2 separate regions of the Hordeum vulgare genome follow, and region 2 is linked to region 1. The links are chromatin contacts, called in public Hi-C maps. All regions are on one chromosome and are shown on one strand. The core of a region is the stretch at or near the end of the contact, and the rest is flanking DNA. Distances in the headings are between cores, read along the strand shown. Region 1 has its middle 89 kb from the start of LOC123395551. Region 2 holds the start of LOC123395551 (transcription factor WRKY19-like).

Region 1 (7,283 bases), core at 3,475-5,974:
ATGCTTCTCCCAAAGAATCAAAGGTGTATCCAATAGGAGGGACAACGACGGTATCAGTTTTCTTCTCTGCATAACATCTCAATGTTTTCTCAAGAGCACATACTCTGCCAGCACAAGGCAACCGTTTGACAGGTGCTCGTCCAACACAAACCCTGCATATTATAAACTGTGTTAAGCCCGATAAGCGAGCCCATATAATTTGTATGCTCTTCAAAAAAATATGAATTCAACTGTTTGTGCACAAGCTAACTCAACCAAATCATAACGGTAGCTCTCACAAAAATTAAATTCTGGTCACTAAATTTATTCACACATGCTCCAGCACACAGTCGTAGAAAACAAAATTTAGATAGAAATTTTTCCACCATCGACAAGTGAGTACATTGGTGTACATATTTAGGTTTCATATTATGTTTTTTCGTTAGACATGTCCCAGCGTGATACATCTTAAAAACAGACAAGAAACTCGATGATTTTATACCAGTACAATGTTATTTTTTTTTCTTTCAGATATGGCCAAATGCACTACAATTTCAAGCAAAAAACAAATAACAGAACACCGCATAAGTGCATCTTATGTTTTTTCAGGTGTCCAGACTGTTTCACACATACCCGAAGAGTATCTCAGCAACTAATAAGTGTGCACTTATAGGTTCTGCGAGCTATTTCGCGTCCATACACTCAGCAACTTAGGCAACAGAACTAGCGGAGTTTGCAGTTTAAAATGACATAGCTTCAGTTCATCAGATCCCGAGCAATCTCTCAATACGAAACATTGGCCAGATGTTTTTCTTCCCTTACAACAAAAATAGTCAAAGTTCTTCGCGAACAAAAGAAGCGGTTATTACCTTTTTGCCCAGCCAGCGGTCTGAGGGTCATCCTTCCCAGTGGACAGTTGCGAATCAGTGGTCGATAAGGTCGGTGCATCTCCACCAGCATTCGCGACCAACTGGATGCTAAGAGGCGCGTCACCCACATCTCCCATGCTAGAATCATAAGCTGACCCCGGGATGATTGAATCTCGGTTGCTTGGGGGCGTAAAGTCGCTGGATGCAAGATCCGGCAAGGGGAACCTATGTCAACATCCAGGAGCCCATGGAAACTGTTACCGCAAATGATTCAGACTAGCACACACTAGGAACTAGGAGAAACAAGCATACCTATCAACCGGATCTGTTAGGAACTCCAGCCCATTGCCGCCGTCCTCCTCTGTTGCCATGAGCTATCGTTCGGTTCGAGCGCGCCGCAGATCGATCGAAATGATTTTTTTTTCATGTAGGTCTTAACCTGGGGGGTGGGGGGAAGGGGCGATGGGGGTGGTGGGGGGCAAATATATCATAGGTGGGACCGTGTACGCATTTAAGTTTCTCCGTTACTACACAACTGACGTCGATACAAAACGGAACAAATTGCACGAAGTCTGGCACTCCACGTCATGTATATTATGTACCGACGGTACTTTTCGTTTGACCTGAAGGCGGTCGTATATTTATATTGTACGCATTTATTGGTCCACTTACCAGGAGAGCGCGCGCCCGTGCTCTATATCGCGGTTCTCTGTTCCCAACCCCCTTTACTCAGCAAGGATAGTCTACCACCCCTAAACCATAAAAATCTGGTTGCCAAACTTGTCGCCAATTAACTATACATGATAGTTGTTGGCACCATCATCCTCTTGCCACAACAGCCTTCTCCCAAAGAACATATATTGATCTTATTTTTTATTTCTAAAAAGACAGCTCCCTCTCCGATTTCATATAAGAGAAAGCACAATGCTTTCAAAGCACAATGCCTTGGGGTAGAACATCTATTGGTTGCCACGCAGATTTCAACTTTGTTTTCTTGATGTAACTGGTACACGAAAACGACGTCATTTACATCCATGTTCTGACGTGACTGCTGACTATTGGTCGAACGAGTATCATTCAGTGTTTTGTCATACTCGTTTGACCAATATCATGCCAATTGAGCAAGTTTATAAATAAACACCAGTTGTACAAACACATAGCGCCCAGGTGCGGCCGTACCAATAAGGGGGTGTTTCTTTCCAGGAACTTTTTGGTGTAGGGACTAAAAAAAGTCCATTTTAGTCTCATGGGAAAGAAATATGAGGGTCTTTTAGGGATTAAAATGGGGTATTTGGGATTAAATGAAGAAGTTCCTATGGTAGGGACTTTTGGGGACTTTTTTGGTACTTTTTTCAACAGTGCCCCTACTTTTAACATGTCATTTAATAACTTCTAGTATATTATTAGGGGTAACATGGTCTTTTTGCATGTCATTTAATGATCTTTAGTCCATGTTTAGTCTTTGGAAAGAAACGGGTAGGGACTAGAAACTTTTTAGTTGGGACTAAAAAAAGTCTTAGGACTTTTAAAAAAAACAAGGCCTAAGTTGAGGTTATATGCAATCGGGATTTGACGGCCATAAATGTATTAGGAATTTAAGATCCAGGTGCACTGTCATGTATAGTGCACTACTGCACTTAAATAACTCCCTGCAAGTTGCAAGGGCGTGAAGGCAGTTAACTTACTGAATTTGCATCCCATATTTCTCATACGGCAGAACCTTGAGTATGTGCGTGTGTGCGCGCGCGCGCGTGTGCGTGTGCGTGTGCGTGTGTGTGTTGCAAAAAAGGCATATATACATGTGCTGACGAAGAAGCGCGGCCTTCAATATGTACAAGACAAGAAATATGGAACTCTGTTCTGCCATGTTAGATGTATATCTCCTCATCAATATATGTAGACTACGTTCATGTTGTTACTTGTTCGCTAGCACGTTCCTTGCGATCATGGGGTGATTTTCCTTCCTCTTTCTGGCGCAAGGCAGCTTGCTGTCATCCCAATCTATCTGAATTTCCGAGAGAAGACATGCAGCTCTCTGTCTCCTCACTCCATGTGAATTTCAGAGACAAAACATGCAGCTCGCTGTCGTCCGAATCTATCTGAATTTCAGAGAAAAGACAGGCAGCTAGCAAGGTTCAGCACTACTCTCGCACCTTTTGACTTGCTCACAAATACAGTACTACATACGTTTCGCTTCAGTTGCTACTTCCACCACTCATATATACTCCTTTACCTACTCAAATCCTCAAAAATTCAACAAGAACGTGGAGGTCGGAGCGGCAAAACGCCAAAATCTGAGTGAAAAGTAGTCCCCAAATATATTTTCCTTTCATCAGCACCCTTGGGATACAGCCGCTTTCTTCTTGCACAAAGAGTCGCTCGTTAAATTTTATATTCTACAGTACTTAATAACACCCCAGCCCCGTTTACTCAGCAAGGATAAATTCATTATTACATGTAAGTCTACCACCCCTAAACAACAAAAATCTGGTGGACAAACTTGTTGCCAGTTAACTACTTCTACATGATGCGTACTTGTTGGCACCACATCCTCCACCTGCCACAACAGCCTTTTTCCCAAAGAACATCTAGTAATGGCCAAAGCAGATTTCGACTATATTTTCTTAATGTAACTGGTACAGGAAAACAACATGACTGCTAACTATTGGTCAAAAGAGTATCATTCAGTGAATCGTTCTAGTCGTTTGACCAATATCATCCCAGTTGAGCTACTAGTGGGACTTATATTTTATAAACTTACAACACATAGCTTCCAGGTCCGACCGCAACATTAATTTGAGGTTATATGCAACCGGTATTTGACGGCCATGATGTATGTAGTATTAGGATCCAAGTGCATAAGTGGTCAAAATGGAACTCTATTCTGTCATGTTAGGATATACATCTCCTCAATATATGTAGATTACGGTTCATGTTGTTACTTGCAGGATCCCTGCGATCATCGGATGATTTCCGTTACTCTAACTGCCATAAGGCAGCTTGTTGTCATCCCAATCTATCTGAACTTCAGAGCGACATGCAGCTAGCTGTCATCCCAATCTATCTGAACTTCAGGGAGAAGACACGCAGCTGGCTGTCATCCCAATCTATCTGAATTTCAGGGAGAAGACACGCAGGTCGCTGTCTCCCCACTCCATCTGAATTTCAGAGAGAAGGCACGCAGCTGGCTGTCCTCCGAATCTATCTGAATTTCTGAGAAAAGACATGATGCGCCTAGCTTAGCTAGGTTCAGCACCACTGTTCAACCTTTTGACCTGCACAACTATTCAGTACTACACGCATGCCGCTTCAGCCGCTGCTCCACCACTCGTGTATTTACCCAATCAAACGCTCGAAAACAACCAACTCGCTAATTTAGGAGATGAAAGTTCAGCGAGAACGTGGAGGCCGGGAAGGCAAAAAGCTCGGTGAAAAGGAAGGCAGACAGGCAGGCAGTACGTACGCGCCTTGCGTGGTTTGCTGTGGCCGTAACTCGCAGGCAGAGCCGTCGTCCAGGCCATGACCGAGCCCCTCACCCTCTTATCCTACTGGGAAATTTACCGGTCATTCATTCATGCACCAGAGCTTGTTGCGACGCCAGGATGGACGGAAAACTCCAAGGAAAAGAGCGGGTGACACACGGCGTGTATGTGCTCCACATGGGTTCATGTCCCCCATCTACGCGGCAACAGGGGCCGGTCAGGAACAAGACCGCGTCGTGCCATACATCGACTGGGAGGATAATTACTCCATCCAGCGAGTAAAGGCGACGCCTTTTCCTTTCTTTTCTTATGGAAAGGCGACCCTTTTCTTGTTGCTGGCTGCGCCTGTGCGTGCGCGTATACTCTACCGGGGCAGACACAGATGTTGCGTCCACTGCTTGGCCGCACGCGGTGCCCGCCGCGTACGTCCGTGCACGGCGGCCGTCACTGCCACTCCCAGTCCCGCCGGGAGAAGGAAATATAGCACGCGGCCAGCCACGCGGTACCCTTCCATCCTTGTCGCCTTGCCACTTGATTATTGATCGGCTCCCAACCGATTGTTTAGTAGGAAACCTGGGGCCGGTTTTTCCTGGGATGGGATCTATAAAAAAAATGGCTTGTTTTCTTCGAAACGAATTTTTTTTTTGCTCGTTTGTTCTGTGCCATGGTTGCAGTTGACGAGGGAAGGGACGAATGGTTTATGACCAAGTTGCTGCCACCACTTGCCACTTGGCTCCCAAGTTGCAGGTAACGTGTGTTTATTGCCACGTGGGAAATAGGCTACGTAGGGAGCTGCGAGCATCTATGGTGATGCTCATCACTCTCTCCTGCAACCGCGTACATGCATGCATGTATGTGGTGGGTGGGGGTGGGGCGCCCCACAAGTGGACCGGACGGAAGGAATCCCGCGGGAACTGATGTTGTGTCACGCTCACATGGCGTATCTTCTCATTTCGAGGGCAAACCTAATTAATCGCTTCTGTAGACAAACTGTGCTACTGCTACTTGGAGTGGACGGAAGGAATCCTAACAGAAGTGGTTTTCCGCTTCTAAGACTAAGCTAAATGCAGTGCTAGTCATGTTTAGCAAAGACACGGTTGATTATGACATCGTTGGTGAGTTTGTATGGTTGCATCGCATTTTGCGGCGCAAGTGTTACGGCATAAACCATCGAATTCCAACATGTCGTGCTATTTGGAGCGAAAGGCTCACGGCCGCTCCATCCCTTCCTAATTCCAAATGAAGTCAACATGTGGTGCAATTTGGAGTAGTATAGTGCTAGTATTACACATTTTGACTCCAATCACGTAATGGCTTTGCCAACATTTTTGCAAAACCGCTGCACCTTTGCGGCGGATACCAGTGCACCTTCCACAATATGCGAACCGTCTATCTTATCGATCCTACGTATATCTTTTGATTTGAAAAATGGCCCTGTCTCAAGTACGTAACCCAATTGTGTAGTTTTGGCAGTTGCTCCACCCACTCATATAAAAGGCTCTCGGTGTCATTTCCGTACCTAGTAGGAGCAGCACAGTACGTAGAGTAGAGTAGAAAACGTGCATGCATGCATGCATCCACACATAATAATGAAATAGCTGTTGCCTTTGATTATCTTTCCCTGCACGCAGTCTGTGGTGGGCCTGCCTGTTTCTCCACGGGTGCTTCCCCTGCCATGTCTGTTGCAGACCGGCAAGTAGCTCCATTTCTTGCTATATAAATTTACTACACAGCAGAGGTTGGACATTTCAAAGAAGGTACGTACGTAGGAACTACGAAGTTCTCAACCGCCAGATGTTTTCACACCGTCACCATGCGCCGTTAAACCCAATACCATTTCCGTTTAGTTAGCTTATAAGCTGCTCTGCCGCTGGACTTATCAGAGAACCGCTTCAGAAAAGAAGTAGGCTCATCAGTCATCAGAGCCGCGCATGTAGTTGCAGAGACTCTGAAAAATGTTACTCCTACTACTGTTGCCAGAAAGGTACTACTATGGGCAGCGCGGACGTTGGTACAGTGCTGCACATCGTTAGGTAGGGAGGAGATAGATACCCCATGGATCGGTCACCACGTGGTTTCTCTCTCCGACGTCAGTGCTTCTCCCGGCGCTGACGTAAACGCGCAAGGATGCATGAACCTGGTCAGCTTCCACGTTGCTTCGCCCCGCCAATGGGGCGCGCGCTAGCTCTGACTTGAAGCCCCACTACACTCATTTTAATCCGTCTAGAAACAGATGCTTTAGCGAAAAAAAGAAAGAAAAGATGGTGTGGGGTGGTGGGGCTTTATCGCGACGCAAGGCGTACCCTTTTCCAATTTCTACGCCGGCAAAGCGCGCACGAGTGGTTAAATAGCATGATGCAAATATTCCATGTCATTGACATGTACTCCTCCGTAGAAGTTTCTTAAACAAAAGCTTTATCTTATCGATTAATTAAATAAAAAAGATTTGCCTAGTTAATCAACGGAAAACGAGCGAGTACCGACTCTACAGTACAACTGGACTTTCGCTGGTTCTACTGTAGTAACAATAATTCTCAAAAAATTAAAATGTTACTGAAGTAACAATGGTTGCCGAAGACGGAAAATGTACATACCAAAGTAGTATTCTTCTTGCTGAAGACGGAAATTAAGTGCGGCATTAGTAATTATTCTGATGAGACTTGAAAAGTCGATGGGACAAGAATAACGGCGGGAGAAATGCTTGAGTGCACATGCTCCAGCTTTGGGATGCAAATATTTCTTTTCTCAGGAACCCTTTGCAGATTAGAGTTTCTATACATGGATAGATAAATATATCTCCGTTGGTTGGATCGAAGGCCAGCTGCTACTACTGTGGTTCCTGTTCCAGCATGCAAAGGGGCAACATTGAATTGGTCAGCATCATGACTCCTGAACGATAATTTTAAAAATAAAATTGGTCAGCATCATGGCCAACTGAGCTTATAAATTCCAC
Region 2 (7,283 bases), core at 3,036-5,535, 88 kb after region 1:
CAAATGCGTGTTGTTTGTGCTCATCCCACACACGTAAACATTTTCCATTCCACAGTTGTATAAGTTCTTCAACTAATGACCTTCGTACACATCAATGTCGTTGCCGGGTTGCTTAGGGACTTGGATGAGCACTGATATCATAATAAACTTCCGCTTCATGCACAACCAAGGAGGAAGGTTATAGATACATAGAGTCACGGGCCACGTGCTATGATTGCTGCTCTGCTCCCCGAAAGGATTAATGCCGTCTGTACTTAAACCAAACCATACATTCCTTGCATCACGTGCAAAGTCTCCCCACGTTCACTCGATTTTTCTCCACTGCGACCCATCAACGGGTGCTCTCAACTTCCCGTCTTTCTTACGGTCTTGCTTGTGCCATCGCATCAACTTGGCATGCTCTTTGTTTGTGAACAAACATTTCAACCATGGTATTATAGGAGCATACCACATCACCTTTGCAGGAACCCTATTCCTGGGGCGCTCACCCTCAACATCACCAGGGTCATCTCGTCTGATCTTATACCGTAATGCACCGCATACCGGGCATGCGTTCAAATCCTCGTACTCAACCCGGTAGAGGATGCTGTCATTAGGGCATGCATGTATCTTCTGCACCTCTAAACCTAGAGGGTAGAGAACCTTCTTTGCTGCGTACGTACTGTCACGCAATTCGTTATCCTTTGGAAGCTTCTTCTTCATTATTATCAGTAGCTTCCAAATCCCTTGTGAGATAAACCATTCTCTGCCTTCCATTGCAGCAATTCGGGTGTGGTATCGAGCTTTGTGTTGCCATCTTCACAATTTGGGAACAACCTTTTTTGTGTTGCTCTAACATGCGCTTGAACTTTAACTTCTCCCTTTCACTTTCGCATTCTCTCTGTGCATCGACAATGACCTGACGAAGATCATCATCGGGCACATCGTCTGGTGCCTCTTGATCTCCAGCTTCCCCCGTTGTAGTATCACCGTATTCAAGGAACATAGGATCCGGATAGTTGTCATCATCCTCTTCTTCTTCATTGTCTTCCATCATAACCCCCCTGTCTTCGTGCTTGGTCCAAACATAATAGTGGGGCATGCAACCCTTCTCAACCAGGTGGACGTGAAGGGTTTTTGGGGAAGTGTAATCCTTTGTATTCTCACAGTTAACACATGGACAATACATAAAACCATTCTCCTTGGTTGCCTCGGCCACACCGAAAAAATTACGCAGGCCCGTAATGTATTCCGAAGTGCGTCGGTCATCGTACATCCATTGACGGTTCATCTACATTATGAAATTAAGTATATCAAAAACCACTAAAGAACATCATGAATAGAGAAATGACCAAATTAATACAAGTTCTTCATCGCATTAAAACCAAAGTACAGTAGTGATCAAATGTTATTGCTGCAAAAATAAATACGTAAAGTTCATATGTAGTTCTCATAAAACAACATACAACTATGTAAAACATTTCAATGCAACAACAAATGTGATCAAAATCGCAACTAAGCTAACAATTGACCCAACATCATAATGATACCAAGCCTGTTTATCAATGTCATATTTTTTAATATTCCTAATCTTCAAGCGCATTGCATCCATCTTCAACCGCATTGCATCCATCTTGATCTTGTGATCATCGGCGACATTGGCAACATGTAACTCCAATTCCATATTCTTATCCTCAATTATTTTCAATTTTTTCTTCAAGTAATTGTTTTCTTTTTCAACTAAATTTAAGCTCTCGATAAGAGGGTCGGTTGGAATTTTCGGTTCACATACCTCCTAGATAAAAACATCCATGTCACGTTGGTCATCATAATTATCATAAACACTAAATCAAACAAATAGTTATAAAAGAAAATATACAACATCCTAATCATAGGCTAGACGAGGACCGATGTGGGCGGATACCAAAACCACCGCACTATATAATAACAAACGATAATAAAAGTAAGCAATTTATACAGGTATCTACCTAAATCATACACGTAAGAATATTTTTCTTTTAGAAAGAAGATAAGAACAAGAGTCTCGCAACGGTGGTGCCGGCGACGAGATCGGCGCGGGTGATCGACGACGGTGAGGACGGGGATGGGACGACACCCTACAATGTTCTGACTCTAAGAAGTTAATTTGAGCTCAAATTGTGCATATAAATCAAAAGAACTCCCACATACACTCCTACACTAAAACCCACAAACCACTCTACTTCTAGAGCATTTGAAATGAGCTAAACTAGCAGTGAGAGATGAAAGGATGAAGTAGCTAACCTTTTAGAACACTTGTGTAGTTGGTGCACGCCCAAACCTAGACAAATCATGAGGAAAATGGAGCTTGGAGAGGAGAAAGCTTAAGTGTGGCTCGGGAATTTCACCGAACACCTCATGTGCATGCATAGAACGGTGAACAGAGCAGGGCGAGAGTATATATAGGCATCTCTTTGGTGCCGGTTGGTGGCCAGAACTGGGACAGAAGACTGAACTTTAGTCCGAGTTCTAGCCACCAACAGGGACTAAAGGTGCTGCGCCAGGAGCGAGGACCATTGGTCCCGGTTCGTGTCTGGAACCAGGACCAAAGGGATCAGACAAACCGGGACCCTAGCCCGGCCGGCGCCCTCGTCCCATGAATCGAGACTAATGCATCCATTGGTTCCGGTTCGTAACAGAAACGAGATTAAATCTCTTATCTCGTGTGGACCAAAGTACTGTTTTCTACTAGTGTTACTACATGTATTGAAGAAAAAGGGCTTCCCCCAGTTTTGTATTACAAAGCAATCAACCAGAACATCCGACGATAGGTGTTGGGGCACAAACAACACATTCACGTCCAAAAGAAATGGAAAAGAAAATACAAAAGAAACAAATGCCCACACCAGCGGATTGACAAAAAACACAAAAGACTCTCGATCGCTGCACCCACCAAGAGTCTTCCACCAAGTTCGAGGACTCCGAAGCGCCGGTACCCATCAACACCTCCAAGAAGGAATGCGACGATGACGATGCTGTTGTCAAGGGTTTCCCCCGTATGCGACGAGGCGCGAGGAAGGGTAGCCCCGACGCCCTCCACAAAGGTTTGGCGACACCCAAGGGCGTCACCGCGTCAGTGTCGGCCGGGCCGGCAGGGGTTTCCCCCGATCCCATCATGCACCTCGGGCGCTCCGGAGCCTGCCACCAAACCAACCGACAACCTGCACGAACACAATCTGGAGGCCCCTGCGCCGTCTCACCACGGCACCGTAAGGAGAAGCGTGCACATCGATGAAGAGGACCCGGGACAAGGAGCAACAGCACCGTCGGCACGCGGGAGGGCTCAGCCTCCACCGTCAATGATGGTAGCCGACCGGACACAATAGTAGGAGAAAACGAGGCCCGTGGGCAACATGCATGCCGTCGACAACGCCACCCCCAGTCCAAGCTGCTCCGACTCACCACCATGTAGAAGACACCGCAGCCACACCGGGAGCCGGCCCGCTAGGACCCAGATGGGCCCCGCATGGCCCAGATCTGGGCCGGGGGTGCGCCGCCGACCACCCCGCACCACCATGCCGCCCTGTCGTCAAGGAGCAGCGCCGCCACCTCACCTATCGCCGGTCACCATCACCGGGTCGACGGACCGCAGCCGACTGAGCTGCACCGCCGACGCCCCTGCCCCGGGAAGGGGGAACGCGTGCGCAGGGAAAGAAAGGCCCGCCGTCGTCGGCACCATCCGGGCTAGCGTCGGGGGCGCCGGTGGCGGGGAGGAGACGATGGAGGAAAACGCCCGCGGGGGAGGAGCTCGCGTGCCGCCCCGGCGACCTCCCGGGGAGGCGGCGCGAGGACGGATCTTTGATAACGGGGAGGGACGGGGCGGGGGAGGGGTAGGAGGGGCTTGAGTGACGGCCGACGGCGGAGGGAGGGCCGGCGGCGGCAGAAGGGGGAGCGCGGAAACCCTAGGTCGCCCCCGTCCTTACTACATGTATTGGTGATTAAATATTCTAGTTTCACAACTTAAGCCAGATTTTACAATGATGGAGGTGCCCAAATTATTTTTTCCTAGCCACCAAAATGCTTCCATTTAAGGTCTTCTTTGATTCGCAAGATTCTCGAAACACAGGTATATGAAAAAAAATACAGGATTGAAGAGGAATGCGTACTTGAACCCTATGGGACCCACCGGCTGAAAGTTTGCAACCCGATCCGGCATGGGATTGGCCAATCAAATTTCAGTCTCTACTAAGCCCACCGGTCAAAAATACTGTTGTGTTTGTTCACCTTAACCCATACGCGGTTTGTTGGCCACTATATAAGACCGCCTCCATTCGCTTCACTCACCATCTCACCTCAACTCTCCGATCACATCTCGATTTTCCTCTTCTACACCAACACACACACTCGCTGCGCAATTCGTTTTTGGGACAAGGAGTTCTGCAGCGGCAAAATATTAGCAGCGCAGAGCGATGGAGAGCGTGGATGAAAATGGAGGAAGCCGCCTTGTGGTGACCGAGCTGGGCCACATCAAGGAGCTGGTGAGGCAGCTCGGCGTCAACCTGGGAGGCTGTCCCGAGCACTGCAAGCGTCTGGCCGCCCAGATCTTCGATGTAACCGAGAGGTCCATCGGCATGATCATGTCCGGGCACTTCGACTGCCCGAAGCGCTCCGCCGCCGGCCTCGACTCGCCGCCCTTCTCCGCGACTCCCAGCCCCCTGAGCGACGTTTCGGGGATGCCTTTCCATACCAACAACAAGAAGAGGTGCATACTTCATCAAACTATTCGAGTTTGTCACGATTAATTGACGCATCAGTCGTATTTTGGATCTTTTTTGGTATAGATTTTTTTACAAATGCTTGCTTTGTCCTTGGCCTTGCAGGAAGATAATGGAGAAACGGAAGCATCAGGTTAGGGTGAGCTCGGAGGTAGGAGGAGCAGAGACCCCAGTCGATGACGGCCACAGCTGGAGGAAGTACGGCCAGAAGGACATTCTTGGAGCCAAGCACCCAAGGTTGGTACTCCTACTTGACTACGTCTGAGCAAATAATTTTTCTTTCAGAGCCTAATCCGCACATGTTTACACGAGTAGCAAGTGGCACCAGAACCATTTGCTTTCGCTTTCTGTGAGATCATCGAGATTTCTGCTTTTGGATTCGGGCACTGGTTGTTCTCCGAGGTGTTCTTTTCAGTTGGTGAATGTTGCAGCGTTTCCACTGTTGCCAATTGATTGGCATCCACTAGTCAGATAGTACGCCTGCTGCATCCGATTCAACTGTTTGCCGTCCCTGACCTGAACTATGCAACATTGCAGGGGGTACTACCGTTGCACGCACCGCAAATCCCAGGGATGCGCGGCGACGAAGCAGGTGCAGCGCGCCGACGAGGACCCGACTCTCTTCGACGTGATCTACCACGGCGAGCACACGTGCATTCATAAGACGGTGGCGGCGTTAGCGGCGGGACACGCGGAGGAGAACCCGGGCGCGAGTAGGCTCCTGCAGAACCTGAGCACGAGCCTGACGGTGAACACCGAGGGGCTTACGGCGACGGCGGGTCACCAGGGCTGCAGCACCACCACGTCCTTCTGCTTCTCCTCGCAGGCGGCGCGCGTGCTGGCGCCGCAAGAGCACTACCCGTTCTCCATGCCGTCAACGCCGGAGAACTGCTTTGGGCAAGGCGCGTCGCTGTCAACGTCCCTCGAACCCTCGCCGGTGACCTCGGACTCGAACCGCTTCTCCATGACCCCGTTCCAGGCGGAGTGGAGGGCGCGGTCTGAGTTGGACGAGGTGGTGTCCGCGCTCGTGGCCGCGGGGGCGCCCGCCATGGAGGAGACCCCCTTCTCGCTGGACGGGTTTGAGTTTGACGTTTCTGGCTTCTTTGCATGAGATGATGGTAAAAAGGATAACCAAAAGAAAAGCAGGAAAAAAAAAGACCTTTGATATTAGAGATATCACCCGCGAAGCTCTGGTTTTTGGTGAGCGCCAGAGGAAGAATAACAAGAAACAAGTTCATCTTGGGTCAGTGCATGTGTGTTTGTGTAAGCTTTAGGAGATGAGATTAGTTCCTTTTCTTCATATTCTTTTCATTTTCTTTATTCGAGAGTTTTTTTCTTGTAAATTCAGCTAGTAGTTCGCAAGTGTATTGGCAAAAACAAATTGTAAGCAATGAATAGTTCTTCACCTGACTTTTTTGCGATCATATCCAAATTTCGGCAGAGGAAACACTTTCAACTGAAAACAAATGATAAATATTTGACAAAAAAGTTTCTCCCGCTATGTATTAGAAAACAACCAGCCAGAACATCCAATGATAGGTGCTCAGGTCAAAACAGCCCAGTCACGCCTAAAAGAAATAAAAAAGAAAAAACAAAAGAAACAAATGCCGACATCGACGGATAAAAAAAACCGTAAAAGGCTCGCGATCGCTGCCTTCACCAAGAATCTCCCACAAAGATCTAGGACTCCAAAGCGCCGGTATCCATGAACACCACCAAGAAGGAATGCGACGATGATGATGCTCCTGCCAAGGGTTTCTCCCGGTACGCGCCGAGGCGCGAGGAAAGGTAGCCCCGACGCCCTCCAGGAAGGTTCTGTGAAACCCAAAGGCGTCATCGCTTCAGTGTCGGCTGGGCCGACAGGGGTTTCCCCCGATACCAACCAGCACCTGGGGTGCTCCGGAACCTGCCACTAAACCGACCTTCACCTTGCACCAACACGGTCTTGAGGCCCCCGCGCCGTCTGACCACGACACCGTAAGAAGAGACCTGCACAACGATGAAAAGGAGCTGGGACTAGGAGCAGGAGCACCGTCGGCCCGTGGGAGGGCTCAACCTCCACCATCAATGATGGTAGCCGATCGGACGCAATAGCAGGAGCATACCAGGCCCGTGGTTCGCCGGCCACCTCGCACAACCACGCCGCACTGCCGCCAAGGAGCAGCGCCGCCACCACCGTCGGATCGCCGGACCACAGCGAGGCCGAGCTGCACCGCCGCCGTCCCCTGCCTTGGGAAGGGGGAACGCGCGCACGGGGAAAGGAGGGCCCGTCGTCGCCAGCACCACCCGGGCCAGCGTCGGGAGCGCTTGCCGACGGCGGGGGGGGGGGGGGGGGAGGAGACAGGGGAGGAGGACGCATGCGGGAGAGGAGCTCGAGCGCCGCCCCGGCCATCTCCCGGGGAGGCGGCGCGAGGGCGGATCCGGGAGGGGGAGGAGGGGGATGGGGGCGAGGCAGCCTGATCGGTGGCCGGCGGCCGGCGACGACGGCGTGTGACGGGGGAGGGGCGGCGGGGGAAGGGGGAGGGGGCAGCGGCGGGAAGGGGGAGGGCG

What was found. A called contact is a pair of places that touch in the nucleus more often than the background predicts.
Region 2: a contact with region 1 is called in a Hi-C map of leaf, with 5 times the contacts expected there. The contact joins the promoter of LOC123395551 here to the enhancer-like site in region 1. A contact is called at or near these places in 3 of 6 Hi-C or Micro-C datasets (leaf and seedling).

The regions. Positions count from the first base shown.
Region 1 is chr5H:393,951,932-393,959,214 of MorexV3_pseudomolecules_assembly, forward strand. No RefSeq gene overlaps it. Among protein-coding and RNA genes, the nearest start is that of LOC123395551, 89 kb to the right of the region's middle. Within about 2 kb of position 4,725, at least 3 of the 3 cell types and tissues checked have open chromatin away from gene starts, as enhancers often do. A contact at or near this core is called in leaf and seedling, where this site is marked.
Region 2 is chr5H:394,039,873-394,047,155 of MorexV3_pseudomolecules_assembly, forward strand. It overlaps LOC123395551 (transcription factor WRKY19-like), which reads left to right and starts at 4,286. Exons shown (of 3, transcript XM_045090563.1): 1 at 4,286-4,720; 2 at 4,839-4,970; 3 at 5,271-6,143. The coding sequence starts at 4,428. The coding sequence ends at 5,844.